Regions from separate parts of the Mus musculus genome. Here all the other regions are linked to region 5. The links are chromatin contacts, called in public HiChIP or PLAC-seq and promoter capture Hi-C maps. All regions are on one chromosome and are shown on one strand. Each heading gives the region's core, a stretch centred on a gene start, on an enhancer-like site or on the middle of the called end of the contact. The rest is flanking DNA. Distances are from core to core; before and after follow the strand shown.

Evidence for each region. Promoter capture Hi-C pulls out the DNA fragments that hold promoters and counts their contacts. HiChIP or PLAC-seq counts read pairs in DNA pulled down with a chosen protein or histone mark.
Region 1: a promoter capture Hi-C map of liver shows a contact between it and region 5. The contact joins the enhancer-like site here to the promoter of Kcnt2 in region 5. A contact is called at or near these places in 7 of 39 promoter capture datasets (the C10 cell line, the HPC-7 cell line, hematopoietic stem and progenitor cells and 3 more), 3 of 484 Hi-C or Micro-C datasets (the C2C12 cell line and uterus), 1 of 115 datasets of contacts at active chromatin or transcription factors (heart atrium) and 3 of 9 other capture datasets (adipose tissue, liver and pancreatic islet).
Region 2: a promoter capture Hi-C map of liver shows a contact between it and region 5. The contact joins the enhancer-like site here to the promoter of Kcnt2 in region 5. A contact is called at or near these places in 3 of 39 promoter capture datasets (the C10 cell line and liver), 3 of 484 Hi-C or Micro-C datasets (embryonic stem cells and uterus), 5 of 115 datasets of contacts at active chromatin or transcription factors (all in embryonic stem cells) and 2 of 9 other capture datasets (liver and pancreatic islet).
Region 3: a contact with region 5 is called in a promoter capture Hi-C map of embryonic stem cells, with 2.4 times the contacts expected there. The contact joins the enhancer-like site here to the promoter of Kcnt2 in region 5. A contact is called at or near these places in 12 of 39 promoter capture datasets (the 3T3-L1 cell line, 3T3-L1-derived adipocytes, the C10 cell line and 6 more) and 1 of 9 other capture datasets (adipose tissue).
Region 4: a contact with region 5 is called in an H3K27ac HiChIP or PLAC-seq map of embryonic stem cells, with 6 read pairs. The contact joins the enhancer-like site here to the promoter of Kcnt2 in region 5. A contact is called at or near these places in 7 of 39 promoter capture datasets (the 3T3-L1 cell line, the C10 cell line, epiblast stem cells and 3 more), 1 of 484 Hi-C or Micro-C datasets (embryonic stem cells), 5 of 115 datasets of contacts at active chromatin or transcription factors (all in embryonic stem cells) and 1 of 9 other capture datasets (adipose tissue).

Annotation. Positions count from the first base shown.
Region 1 is chr1:140,396,693-140,399,392 of GRCm38.p6, forward strand. All of the region lies in intron 8 of Kcnt2 (potassium channel, subfamily T, member 2), which reads left to right. Among named protein-coding and RNA genes, the nearest start is that of Kcnt2, 150 kb to the left of the region's middle. Within about 2 kb of position 1,254, at least 6 of the 459 cell types and tissues checked have an H3K27ac peak or open chromatin away from gene starts, as enhancers often do. A contact at or near this core is called in liver, where this site is marked.
Region 2 is chr1:140,414,663-140,417,362 of GRCm38.p6, forward strand. The region is part of intron 8 of Kcnt2 (potassium channel, subfamily T, member 2); the gene reads left to right. Among named protein-coding and RNA genes, the nearest start is that of Kcnt2, 170 kb to the left of the region's middle. Within about 2 kb of position 1,324, at least 9 of the 459 cell types and tissues checked have an H3K27ac peak or open chromatin away from gene starts, as enhancers often do. A contact at or near this core is called in liver, where this site is marked.
Region 3 is chr1:140,452,380-140,455,149 of GRCm38.p6, forward strand. The region is part of intron 13 of Kcnt2 (potassium channel, subfamily T, member 2); the gene reads left to right. Among named protein-coding and RNA genes, the nearest start is that of 4930590L20Rik, 200 kb to the right of the region's middle. Within about 2 kb of position 1,297, at least 5 of the 459 cell types and tissues checked have an H3K27ac peak or open chromatin away from gene starts, as enhancers often do. A contact at or near this core is called in embryonic stem cells, where this site is marked.
Region 4 is chr1:140,433,563-140,436,262 of GRCm38.p6, forward strand. All of the region lies in intron 12 of Kcnt2 (potassium channel, subfamily T, member 2), which reads left to right. Among named protein-coding and RNA genes, the nearest start is that of Kcnt2, 190 kb to the left of the region's middle. Within about 2 kb of position 1,444, at least 7 of the 459 cell types and tissues checked have an H3K27ac peak or open chromatin away from gene starts, as enhancers often do. A contact at or near this core is called in embryonic stem cells, where this site is marked.
Region 5 is chr1:140,244,311-140,247,010 of GRCm38.p6, forward strand. It overlaps Kcnt2 (potassium channel, subfamily T, member 2), which reads left to right and starts at 1,408. Exons shown (of 28, transcript NM_001081027.3): 1 at 1,408-2,041. The coding sequence starts at 1,947.

The DNA.
Region 1 (2,700 bases), core at 4-2,503, 150 kb after region 5:
CTGTCTCTCTCTCTCTCTATTCCTCTCTAAAACTCTTAACCTGACTTCTTTTTCCACTGACCAGTCACAGGCTCTAGCCTAATCTTTCACCTGCTGCCACCTGCATACAGACTGCAATCTACAGCAATGTCCAAGATAAAAAAAAAATAATAAAGACAAATTCCATAAACAATAAAATAAGAAATAATAATGTTTAAATATTAAAACAAGATGGACCATCCCTCTGATCCCTGCTAATATAAAGACGCTAACCTTTTTGTGTTATAAAATCAACTGATTGCTTTTCTAGGTAGGGCTCTCAGGAAATGGCTGTCCAAAATCGCAGGATTTTAATTAGAAAATAAACAGCATATTGTGAATAAAGCTTATTTCTGGGGAAAGCCTGTTCAGGATGAAGAGCTTTCAGTGCAAACACTGGAACAGAAGCTCTCATAGGTTTCTAGGAGAATGTGCTTCGACAGATGTCATTAAAAAGCTCTCTGACTGCTCTGTGGAGTATAGGCTGTAGGGAGAGAAGGCAGGGGCAGACATTCTGTTGGGAAGGCTGTGGGGGAATTTCAGGAAGAAGGTCATGGGATCTTGATCTGGAACAATCGCAAAAGGGTGAGCTGTCTTTCAATTTGACATCCATCTTGAAGATAAATGTGAAATAGATATGATGAATTGAATGTAGGGTAAGAGGCAGAAGAAAGGTGAATTTCAAGTTTGTATTCTGAGAAAGGGAAAATCAATGAAAGGTGACATTTTAAAGCACATGAATCTGGATAGAATCAAAAGGGAAAGAGATACAGAGAGACTCTCTTGGTAGAGATGTGATTAAGAAATCCAGCAGGGGATAATAAATAAACATGACACTACAGCCTGGACTTTAAGACTTGGGCTCCTTTTGCAAGATTGGTATGTGTTAGCCCGTGATTTCTTGTTAATATCGAAGTATTTAGAAAGGAGAATCTAGGCATGCCTGTGATCAAACCCTAAGCAGGGAGCAAGGCAATGCTGTGTTAGAATTAAGGCACAAATTGTAAGAAGAAATAGCTTTCATTTACCTTTAGATCCTCAATCATGACAATTAAATGTACAAAATAGAAATAAATAAGGACAAATCTTCCAAGTTTATTTGTTGCAGATATTTATGAAGTGCTGTATTACTAAAATGAATCTGAGATTTTTTTCTTATTTCCCACTTTTGCAAACAGAGCCCTTTCTATACTATCCAACCCAGATGGTTGTCTATTTTAAACTGTACTCAATGTCAGCTTTTATAGAGCACTTTATTATCATCAAAGCACTTTCTTACCATCCAGCCACCAGATCCTGGCTGAATTCATATATCTTAAAAGAAGCAAAACCAAAACCAAATTCCAAAACAAACCACCATTATTATCCTCCTTCAAAATCCCTTCTTAAATATGCATTCTGCCTCTCTTTCCCCTTCATCTCACTGTTACCTAGCTTCTTTAATTTAGTCACTTTTATTTCAGAGCCAATCACTTATGTGTGTGGTGTGTGTCACATGTTTATGTTTATGTGTGCTCAATGTGTAGTGAGTGTATATAGTGTGTGTATGTGATGTGTATACATGTGTGTGTTTGTGAGTGTGGTGGGTACGATATGTGTTTGTATGTGTGGTGTGTGTGTGTGGTATGTATGTGTGGTGTGTGTGTGTGTGTGTGTGTGTGTGTGTGTGTGTGTGTGGTCTGTGGCATGTATATGTATTAGGATGAGTGTTGGATGTGTATGTTATGTATGTATGGTATGTATGTATATATATGTGTGTATGCGTGTGTACGAGTGTTGTGGGTATGATGTGTGTATGTGTGGTGTGTGTGTGTGTGTGTGTGTGTGTGTGTGTGTGTGTGTGTGTGTGAGAGAGACTCAGGTCCTAACCCTTGAATATCTATCAATCACTCATCCATTGCAACATCTTTCTAGCCCCAGAGCTGAATCTTAGAATCCTTAAGCTTGAATACATTTCAGCTCTGTTCTCATAATTTCCCAACTGAATGCTTTCTATGTGTGTCACAGTAGAGTTTACCCTCTTTTTCTTCATAATCTTTGCTAGTGTATTGCAAAGTATGTATATTTGGAACGTGGGGAGGCTCACTTAAGCACTGTCTCTTTTCTACATACATTCTATTATCTGGATTTAATTATGTTATAACCTTGGTTACATTAACTTTCACCAGTATTTTTCTATGTACATATTACATAGCACTCCTCTAGTTTTCATAATAATTTAATTTCATGGAGTCCCTCAAATATTTTCTATAATTCTTATTTCCCAGCTGAATTACATTTATTATAGACTTTTGTCTTTATGTGCAAAGTTTGGGTATTTATTTTTAGGTCCTGCTTTGCTAGCAAATTGATTTTAAGGTGTTCTAAATATCTCATTTGAATTTCATATGAGCTGGTTCCCTCAGAGTGCCAACTGTGAAGGTGAAAAAACATTTTCAATCCGTTACTTTATAATTATGTTTTATATTGACCATTGAGAGCACTCAGTTTATTCTTTTCCTTCAACCAAAATATATCCTCAATAGTATAGCTTTTCTCCACGGGACTCTTTATTTGCTGTTTGTGTGTGTGTGTGTGTGGTTTTTTTTTTTTCTAAATCTGTTCCAGTTCTTAAGTATAAACTCAAGCACAGGCATGAAAGCTGAGTAACTGCAAAGATCAAGGTAATCCATATAAAAGAAT
Region 2 (2,700 bases), core at 74-2,573, 170 kb after region 5:
CTCTACTTACCTCACAATAAGGCTTAGTTCTTTTACAGTTATTATGAATGGGATGTTTGCCTAGTTGTGTGATTTTGTTGTTGTTGTTTCATTTTCTAATAAAAATGACTTTTAATGAGATTGAACAGATTCCAGGTTACAAAATAATGGGATTTTAAGTGTTTTAAGAGTTCTAATGCTGACTTCTCTTTTCCACTCAAGTACTAAATTTACTGATTCTTGTTTAATACATTCATAGTCCTCTAAAAATACATCCTGTTCGTCAAGTTTTCATGTTAGTAGGACCACACAGCTTCTGTGCTGATCCACTGTGTTATGCTTATGGCGAACTAATATACTTCTTAGATGTGACCAAGATTGCTAAACACTTTGAAATGATGAGATAGAACCATGGATATTTGTGTGTCTGTAATTAGGATAGAACTCTGGTCAAACTCTAGGAGGTTTTAGGTAGAGTTAAACTGATGTAAAGGATAGAGAAATAATATATAAATTGTGACATTTTAATATGCATCTTTCACTCCTTTCAAACAATAAAACAGCTGTAGAACCATGCACACAAGGCCTTAGAATTTTACCATGTAAATCTTTCTTTTTTTGTATAAATTATATTTATCATTTATTTTGTGTGTATATCTACAGGAATATCAGGGCTAAAGCTTACTGGAGTTAACGTTCTGTGAATTTCAAAGCTCAAACTCAGGCCACTGAACTGTTGTCAAAAGTCTTAGACTGCTGAGCTACCTCACTGGCTTAAATTCTATGTAAGAAATGATTAATCAAGAGATATTGTGTACTGGACATTAACTAAGGTATACACTGTACAAGTAAACACTGGAGTAAGTGATTATAAAATATGTACAGAACACAACTGTGGACCTTGAGTGTCCAGTTTAGTTCACAAAACCTTAGTCATTTGGGTTAGTCTTGGATAGAATTCAGTGGATATGGTTAATTAGAATAAGAAAGAAGAGATCCAGTAAATTCCACACACATTATCTCATTAAAATGAAATTAAAATCTCTTGATAAATTCTGTCTTATATCGTATTGTCAAATGTCTTTGAATATATATGGAACTCTGAATATTTGGATTGCCTATGGTCAGCTTGGCTTTTGCATTGTAATAGGAAACATCAGACTAAGCAATTCTTCCAAAGAGGTCACTACTTTGATGTGGAAATACTTCCCTAGAATAGTGATGAATATTTTCCCCTTGCTGATTTACCAGGAATTCATTGTCAGTTTCTGTAAACCATGTCAGTGAAACATCTAAAGGTCAACTATGATTAAACTTGTCAATAGTTAACTAATATGGGTCTGTGTTGAAACTTGCCCAACTCTGTTCGCAGGTAGAAACTTCCCTGTACATTCTTCCTGTTGCTTCAACAGCTGAGGGGAATAGGCTACAGATAGTTATTAACCCATGGATGGCCTGTTTTCTCTCTCTCTCTCTGTCTCTCTCTCTCTGTCTCTCTCTCCTCTCTCTCTCTCTCCCTCCCTGCCTCTTTTCCTCCCTCCCTCCCTCTCTCTCTCTTTTTCTCATCTATCTATTATTTATTTTTCTAGACTTTTATTGCATTTTAACCCACCACATCATTAATAAGGCATATGACTGATACTCTTTGCTGCATCACTAGGCTTCCCTACTGTTTGTACCTCTATGCTTTTTTCTGTAAACTCTGACTTTGTTCTCTATGGTAAATTTTTCTCTTATAAAATTGATAGTAAAGGCTGTGATTCACTTGGTTTTTTTTTGTTTTTTTGTTTTTGTTTTTGTTTTTCTGTTTTTTTTTGTTTTTTGTTTTTTGTTTTTTTTTAGCAAAGGCTGTGAATCACTCGGGTTTGTTTGTTTGTTTGTTTGTTTTGTTTTTGTTTTTGTCATTATATTTTTATCAAATTAAAAAAAAAGGAATTTGGAATTCTGGTGTCTGCAAAATGCCTTAGTGAAGGTATTTGCTACCAAATCTACCTACCTGAGTTTTTTTTACCTGGGATAGATACTCTACTTCTGTAAATTGTCCTTGACTTCTTCAGACATTCCCCCCCCACACACACACACATACACACACAGATACGGTGAACAAATGAAATATAACAATATGAAATTTGTTATAGTTAATTCTTCTGTGTATATATTTAATTATTATATTAAACTCATTTCTATGCTTATATTTCAAGTAGGAATTGGAAGCAATTAACAAAATTATCCAGAGATCAATTAAACGTTATTATTTGGTACGTGTTTCATGGAATATTTGCTTATTTAATTCTCACAATAGCTAAAATGATGTTAATATCATTGCATTTCTTTTTCAATTGATTAAGAAGTTAAAATAAATCAAGGAGTTTATCCAGGTTACCACAGAGCTAGAGCAAAGGCTTAGATAATATCACTATATTTAGCTAATGTAGCAACCCTTTATACAATTCCTCATGTTGTGGTGATCCTCAACCATAAAATTATTTTTGTTTCCTCTTCATCACTGTAATTTTGCCACTTTTATGAATCAAAATGTAAATATATGTGATATTTCTGATGGTTTTAGTTGAACCCTGTGATAGGGTCATTTGACTCCCCTAGGAGTTGAGGATTGCTGATTCATTTATTATTATCATCAAATGAATCGTCAACAAACTTACCTTTATGAACTAATAAAACGCAAATTTGCAATATAGGTAACCATTGTTTTAGGGTCTT
Region 3 (2,770 bases), core at 47-2,546, 210 kb after region 5:
AACTCAAAGCATGTTGATATGTAGAATTTTGATGAGTAAAGCATATGTTGAGTTATTAGGGGTTGATTTCAATATGTAACTATAGAAAATTAATAGCAATTGTGGTCAAATAATAATTGCTAAAAATCACATTACCGTGATGGTTTTTATTGTGTTCTTACATTGCTTAAGTGCTACTTTGACTTTCATGGATATCCAAACAATGCATTTTTATATTTAGCTCTTTAAATGAAATCCTCAAATAACCCTAAAAACATCTTCCAATGATTATACATTATGCATTTTAAAAGTAAAACATATTAATAAAAGTGGCCAGGGTAAAAAAATTTAAATTTCTGCTTACAACTACATAAATACTACACAGTGAAAACCCTACAGTAAGTTATCCCTTATCATGGAGATTGGTGTATGTTTCTTCTGTCAAACAAATAGCAGCAAGCATTCAATAAGTGGATTTTATTATTTGAACATACTGAAGCACAATTGAAACAATAACTTCTGTTTTGATTATATCCAATGTGAAAGCCTATAAATGGATTTTGTGAGCAATAGAAAAGATAGGTTCTTATTCTTATCACCATAAAAATGAAGAAAAAAGTTGTATACCTAAAAAGAGGCAGAAAGAATAAAATGTTGAGTAAAATAAGTTTTATATTCTGTATATACATTACAAAAACTCAACTAAAAAAGTGTGGCTCATAGGTAATGTAATTATGTTTTGAAGATAAGCTTCCAAAAAGACATAGGTCACTCATTCACAAACAAGCTTCCCTTTCAATAGTTTGTGCTTTTTATTTTAAGTTATTTTTTTAAAATTTTTATTACATATTTTTTCATTTACATTTCAAATGTTATCCCCTTTCCTATTTTCCCCTCTGAAAATCCCCTATCCCCTTTCTCCTCCCCCTGCTCACTAACCCACCCACTCCCATTCCTGGTCCTGGCATTCCCCTATACTGGGGCATAGAGCCTTCACAGGACCAAGGGCCTCTCCTCCCACTGATGACCAACTAGGCCATCTACTGCAGTAATTCTCCCCAATGCAAATATGCCCCAGCAATGAAAACACAACACAATTAATATGATTACATGCTGTGTGCCTAAATTGGGCAGATCTACCACTACATTACCATCTTCCACAGCTTATGAGACCCCTTAGAACTTGCAGTTTCTCCAGGCCATGTACTTCTGCTCTGCTTTTCTCTTTTTTTTCTCCTCCTCCTCTTCTGGGTCCTCTCGATCTTCCATTTTCTCCTTCTCTCTCCCCCACCTTCTCTTTTATCTGCCCAATCATCAGCTCTCCTTTATTTTACAAATTAAGGTGGGAAGCAGGTTTACAGGAAATCACCTGAGGGCTGACTCATTCCTTGTTCACAACTGCTCACAGGAGAACAGAATTAACATCAAATATAATTAGCCCCAGGGCTATCCACAACAGCCATCCTCTGCTACAAATGCAGCTAGAGCCATGAGTCCCACCATGTGTTTTCTTTGATTGGTGGTATAATTCCAAGGAGCTCTGCTGGTACTAATAGTTTGTACTCTTAATGAAGAATGTGTTAAATAAAGCACAAAATGTGTAACTATTGACTGGGTACCATACAGCATTTTCATTGTGTCAGCTGCACAACCTCAGATCTCCATTCCTCTAAGCTTATTTAATAATGACCAAAAATGATAGTAAAGAAAAGGCATTCCAAAACTGAATTGTTACTATTTCAAACACACAAGAAAATCAGTGACCAGTAAATGGAAAGTGTAAGACTATCAGCTCTTAAGTATAGCTTAGTACCTGCTTCTCATGTTAACTCATTTTCTTACATTAACGTTTAGAAGAATAGACTAAAATAAATATATAATATGAATATATATTATTATATTGGAGAGAATGTACTATTAACTCACAGGTTTAAGACAGAAAAGGATTAAGAAAGATATGAAAAAGTAGCCTCAGTCTAAATAAGTTCTCTTCAGAATATTGTAGAGAAAAAAAAATTGAATGATCACATGGTCAGTAGGACTTGAAAATTAGGAAGAAAGAGAGATGTCCACTAAGGGATGTTTTCTCTTTGGAATCCTTAAGGATTGCTGTAGATCAAGAGAAATAAAGGCATCATGTGCCAGAAGACATGGTTTAAATACCATTGTCTAAAAACCATAAGATCATTTATCTATCTATCAGGAGAATTCTAAAACAAATTTCTTTCATGTGTGTGTGTGTGTGTGTGTGAGAGAGAGAGAGAGAGAGAGAGAGAGAGAGAGTGTTAGAATATGTCATTAATGTACAAGATTTCTACTTTTACCATTCTCTGTCAGTAGCCATTATGAGCGTGGGTGCTATATCTCAAACTGTGTAACCATTATTACCTATTAAATTATTAACAGACATTTCAAAATGTAGATTTTCAAAAACAACTATAATTTCTTTACCTAAAATCCACGTACCAGCCCTTCTCAGCTACATCTACAGAGAATATACAAAAGAACCCACTATTTTTTCTTTCATCAATTACATCTAGAGGATCTTTAGATAGGCTCCCTTTTTATTTAGGGCTTCTGCTTGCCATGATGGCACCGAAACATTCACTTTTTCTGTTTCCTCATATTGCGAAGTTTATCCTCTGCTGCCATTCATCTTGATGCATGTACCCAGCAGTAATACTCACCATTGTGTATGTATTTCCACATCTCCAATGTCACACTGAGTTGACCAGTTTCTTTGTTCTATGGAAGAAACACTAACTTTCTTTTATAGTCAATTTTTGAATTT
Region 4 (2,700 bases), core at 194-2,693, 190 kb after region 5:
CAGGCTGGCCTCAAACTCAGAAATTCGCCTGCCTCTGCCTCCTGAGTGCTGGGATTAAAGGCGTGTGCCTGGCTTCCTCTTTCTTCACATCCTTGCCAGCATGTGCTGTTGTTTGAGGTTTTGATCTTCACCACACTGACTGGTGTAAGGTGGTATGTCAGAGCTTTTTTTTTTTTTTTTAATTTGCATTTCTCTGATGACTAAGGATTTTGAACATTTCTTTAAGTGCTTCTCAGTCATTCAGAATTCCTCTGTTGTGAATTCTCTGTTTAGCTCTCTATGCCATTTTTGATTAGGTTGTTTCATTTCTTTTGGAAATTAGCTTCTTGAGTTCTTTATATATTTTAGATATTACCCCTTTATAGGATAAGAGATTAGAGACGATTTTTTTTCACTACCCACCTCAAAGGTTTACGTTCCTGAATGAAAGGCACAAACACACACACACACACACACACACACACACACACACACCACAGCCTTTAATATATTGATATGCCTTATTGTAGACAATAGCTGCCTAGTCTCCACAAGGCACAAGGTTAATCCACTTCCTGACAATAATCCCGAGTTATTACTTACTAAACTTTATATTCTATTTTGGCTGCTCTGGACTCAGAGGGCTGCTCAACTAGGCTGTGCTCTGGGCTGCACTCCCCCATCTCCTTCACATGGTGGCCAAGACTCTCTGTTCTGCACTCTTCTAAGGCATGGCATCTCTCCTCTCATTTACACTCTCCCCTCATGGCAGATCCCTGTTTCCTTTCTCCATATCCTTCTTCTGATCCCAAACATTGGAGTCCTAAGTTCCTGACTCTCTCTGCACTGCTCAACCATTATCTGTAAGCATCTTTATTTACCAGTCAGAACCAACTGGGGACAAGGCCCCTCAGTTTTGTAAGTGTGGACTCTCTGACAAGGTTTTCTACCCACTACAAAGGTTTTCTAAATAGTTTGGCATAGAAATGCTTCAATAAGATCTGATAAAGCAATGAATTCGAAATGAACATAATCTTTATTTTCTCTGATTGTTTTACATGTTGCTGTCAATCCTGTGCCCTACATACGGCTTCTTGATTTAATAGGTTTTATACTATTTTATACTGAGAGCAGGAACATAATTACATGCAGAAATAAATATATATCTATGAGAGTTAACTTTACAACATGAGTTTGGGAAGCTTTCATTGAAATAAATGTAAACTATTTCCTCCCAATTTTAGTAAATTGACAAGAAGTTAATAAAAGTACCTAGGAAGACGAAAGGTTAAGGAGATGAGACAAAAGTAGTAGAATTCTGAAAGGCACAAAGCAAGTAGATGAATGGCAACTGACTCATCCAGAAGGAAGTTAAAATTTAGGTTGAGAGAGGAAATCACAAGCAGTCTGCTGTTGGCAAGGGAAGCTCAGAGGCAGCAGCAAGGAAGGGGACAGATGTTGCTTAAAGTAGAGATCCTTCTAGGACTTATTCAAAGTCAGAGCAAGGAGTGGATTCCCTGAATCTCTCCACATTTGCATTGCTGATTTCTTTCTGAAACCTAGAAGAGCCATTCTATTTGGGCAATTCGTTCCTTGAATCCTCTACTTTCTAAGTCAGAAAGTAAATTTGAGGGGCCTGGATGCATACCATATCTCTCAGAACAAATTGTCGATATCTTTAATATGCATCTTTCAATGTCTTGAGAAAATGGTCATTAGAAGAGAATGTGGTGTATGCAGGTGTGTGTGTGATTACATAGGCATACATTTTTGTATTTAGATGAGTATACAAACTTAGACTTCTCTGGTGTAATATGTAATCACCATATAGAGGACCATATATACTACAACCCAACTAGAATCCACTCTTGTTTCAGGATGTTTCAGTCATAAATACATTTCAGTCCATCATTTATTCAGTCAATAGGCATCAGTGGACATTTTTGGGGATTACTAAGAATGCAACAATGAAAAAGAGAGTGAATAAACACAAAATTCACCCCAAGTAGAAAGGAGAAATCTGGAGAAGAAGAACAAGCATGCTATAAATGTGGATGAAGAAATCAGTTTTACAATATCAATTCAGAGGATCTTGTCATTCAATAAACATCTTGAGTGTAATGTGAGATCATGCTGTATACATCAAACAATAATAATAGAATACAAAACAGAACAAAACAATCAAAAAAAAAACTCATACAGGAATTATAAAGCAGATTCTGGAAATAACTCAGGGAAAATTCAGTAAGAGGCCTGGAAGATAAACTCCAGGCTCTGAACTGAAGAAAAATAAACCACAGGATAAAACTAATTCAGTATTAAGTGGATTAGAAAATATCTACATATTAAGAGGTGAAGAGAAGGGGACTGAGGACCAGTTTTCTGAGTGAATCCCATCAAAAGTAGAAAATATCATTTCAATCTAATCAAATTTTGTGGCTAAACCTCTCCAGTATGTAACACTTGCTTTGTGCAACATAATGGATCTGAAATGACAAAACTTGCATTGGAAGTAGATAGGCAATACAGGGAGCAAAACTGACATGAGGAATATTGATCAGAGAAACTGAAGAAGAAACAGAAATTAATTAATTTATTAATAAAAATTGAGAATATAAAGCTAATATACCTTTGATTTGAGTGGTTTGCTTTAATGATGTACTCGTGTTCATACCAGTATTATGTAATGAAATGACAGCAAACAAAGATAATTTGAAATTT
Region 5 (2,700 bases), core at 158-2,657:
TAAGCTATAACTTAAAATAACACCTACTCTGAATGTAGCATGCCATTTGTCAGCATCACAATGCATTTCTGGGGCAAGATCTGTCTATGCTGAAGGCCCTGAACAAAAACGAGAAGAGAGTTTAAAAGCATAGAGATAATCACTCAAGAAGTCAGAATGTGGTAAACACCACTAGCAAAATGAAGTTTGGAGGCTTCAAAGGAAAGCTACACATTCACCTCACCTGGGAGAGGTGGGAAATCTAAAGCACATATGGCTTATCAGCTAGGGCTAGATGAACGAGCAGGAAGTGGAATCTACAACTGCATGCAGCTATTAACTCATCTGTTATCACACTGGTGTTGATGATTTCTTTCTGCATTTTAGCTTCCTTTGTGGATTCTCTGCAAAATGATCTCCACTAAGAATAAATCAAAATTAATTAGTCACTATTTCCTTGGTAAGCAAACTTAAAAAAAAAAATCAACCAACCAAACAACCAACCAAAACCAAAGAAAACCAAAACTAAGAACTTTACTTGGTCTTTATTTATCTCCTCTCTCACCTTAAGAATGTTTAAGGTTTCTTGACCCTAGGAGGGAGAGGTGCATTTGTTGAGGTTTTTTTCCCTCCAATGTGGCCCAGTTTCCATTATGATCTTGTTGCTACCTACAAACTTTGAGATTCCTAAGTGTCTTTGCTTTTCTGAGGTGCCATTGGGTTGTGACTGCTTCTGTTAATGGGTGCCCTGGGGGGTATCCGGGTATCCATTCCTGAAGGAAAAACCAAAGTAGGCAAGTAGAACAGGGTAGTGGGTATCAGAGAAGACCAGGAAGCTGCTGAAAAGTCAGCTCTGGGTCCTGAGTTCTCTTCTTCCTCTGACCTTGTGAACCACTCCTATAGGAAGACACCTGCCCTAGGAGCTCACACCACCAACACTTATTCACTAGAGGCCTGCCTTGCTGGGGGGGGGGGGGCTATGGGAGATGGGGGTGCAGGGGTTCTCATTTAAATATTTCTCTTCAGCTGCTGTATAAGGGTGCCCTGCAATTTTCCTCAGACCAGGGAAACACCTCTCTCTCTCTCTTTTTTTTTTTTTTTAGCACGAAGAAGGGCGGGTATGAGGACTTTCCTTGGGGCTGAGAGCGGGGATTCCCTCTCCAGGAACAGGCCATTTCCACTACACCCACAGAAGCAGAAGGCGACCACAGCCTTGGGTGCTGGTGACACCTGGCAACCTTCCTTGGACCCCTCATCCACTTCCCAGGAAGGGTCTGGAGCTCTGGAATCTGCGAAAGAGCTCGCCCCCATTGGTTGTCCCCAAGGCACCCTCCTGCCGTCATTGTGTTATGCTAATGAAGGGGAGGCTCATTGGCTGTGAGAGCCGGAGCCCACCGCCTTCGCCCCCGCCTTCGTCCGGCTGAGCCCAGTGCTTGCACTCCCTGCGAGGGAGCTGTGGCCGGGGATGCCCTAGTGGGAGGCTCTGGTCCTTGCCTTTCAGGAAAGTGCCTAGCCATCACGCGGTGCTCACACCCACCACCTACCCTCTTTCTAGGCACCGCGCGAATTTTCTTTTCCTTTTCTTTTCTTTCTTTTTTAAATTTTTCCTTTTCCTTTTTTTTTTTTTTCTGTCCGTGAAGTAACTTTTGCATTCCCGCCTCCCCCCGGTCCCAGGGACCAGAGGCGGTGCCGAGCCTGGGGGCGGTTCCTTGGCAGCGCTGGTTCGAGTCGCAGCCAGACTTTTGCTCCTGGGCTCGGTTTGCATCATCCCCATCACACCCTTGGGGAAGAGGAGCCACCCCTTTCCAGCCTCAGCTTCCGGCCGAACGACCCCTCCCCCTCCGGGTCCCCCAAGCCCTTCTCCCACCCTCCCCAGCACGGCACCCCCTCCGCAGTGCTTGCTACCCCTCTTTGCCCTCCTCCATCCCTCCATCCCTTGTTGGATGTTGCCCACTCCTTAAGGAAGGATGGTTGATTTGGAGAGCGAAGTGCCCCCTCTGCCTCCCAGGTACAGATTCCGGGATTTGCTGCTAGGGGACCAAGGCTGGCAAAATGATGACAGGTGAGTGGCATGGTGCAGCGTTCCACAAATACTGCTGGAAGCGGACAGGACTGGAGAGCTTTTGAGGGGATGGAGAGAAAGGGAGACCAGCACTGAGGGAGTAGAAGGGATTCTACATCTCCATTTTGACACTGCAGAGAGCAGTTGCTGTGGACAAGGAACTCCTTTCCTTTCCACTTTCTTATTCTTGAGAATCATTTGTTGCATTTATTCGATATTCTTTGTCTGTCTGTGCTTCCCTGGTTGTGTGTGAGGCTGCAAGCAGAGGTACAGTAGCATCCAAATGGCACGCAGTTGCAGTGTCAAATATTTCCCCGGTGTAGTTAATCCACCCCATAAATGTATCCAAGCGATTGGAAAAAAAAATCACAGTAGAAACTTGAAATCTCCTGTACCCACTTTCTTACTCCTTGTCAGTGTTGTCTCGACGAGATGTTTGCTTGCCACTGGGGATTTTCCACTGTTTGAGTATTTGGAGTTCAGGTGGGCAATTGGTTTAAATATGTAACAGGTAGTTAGTGAAGCAAGAATGCCTGGGATGGAAAATACACTGAACAGAGGTTCTTGTAGTATGATTCGTATATATTTTCACCTAAATAGTGCATATCTCAAAACGATAAGTTTCAAAGCTGAAATATTTATTACTAGCAAAACATTGC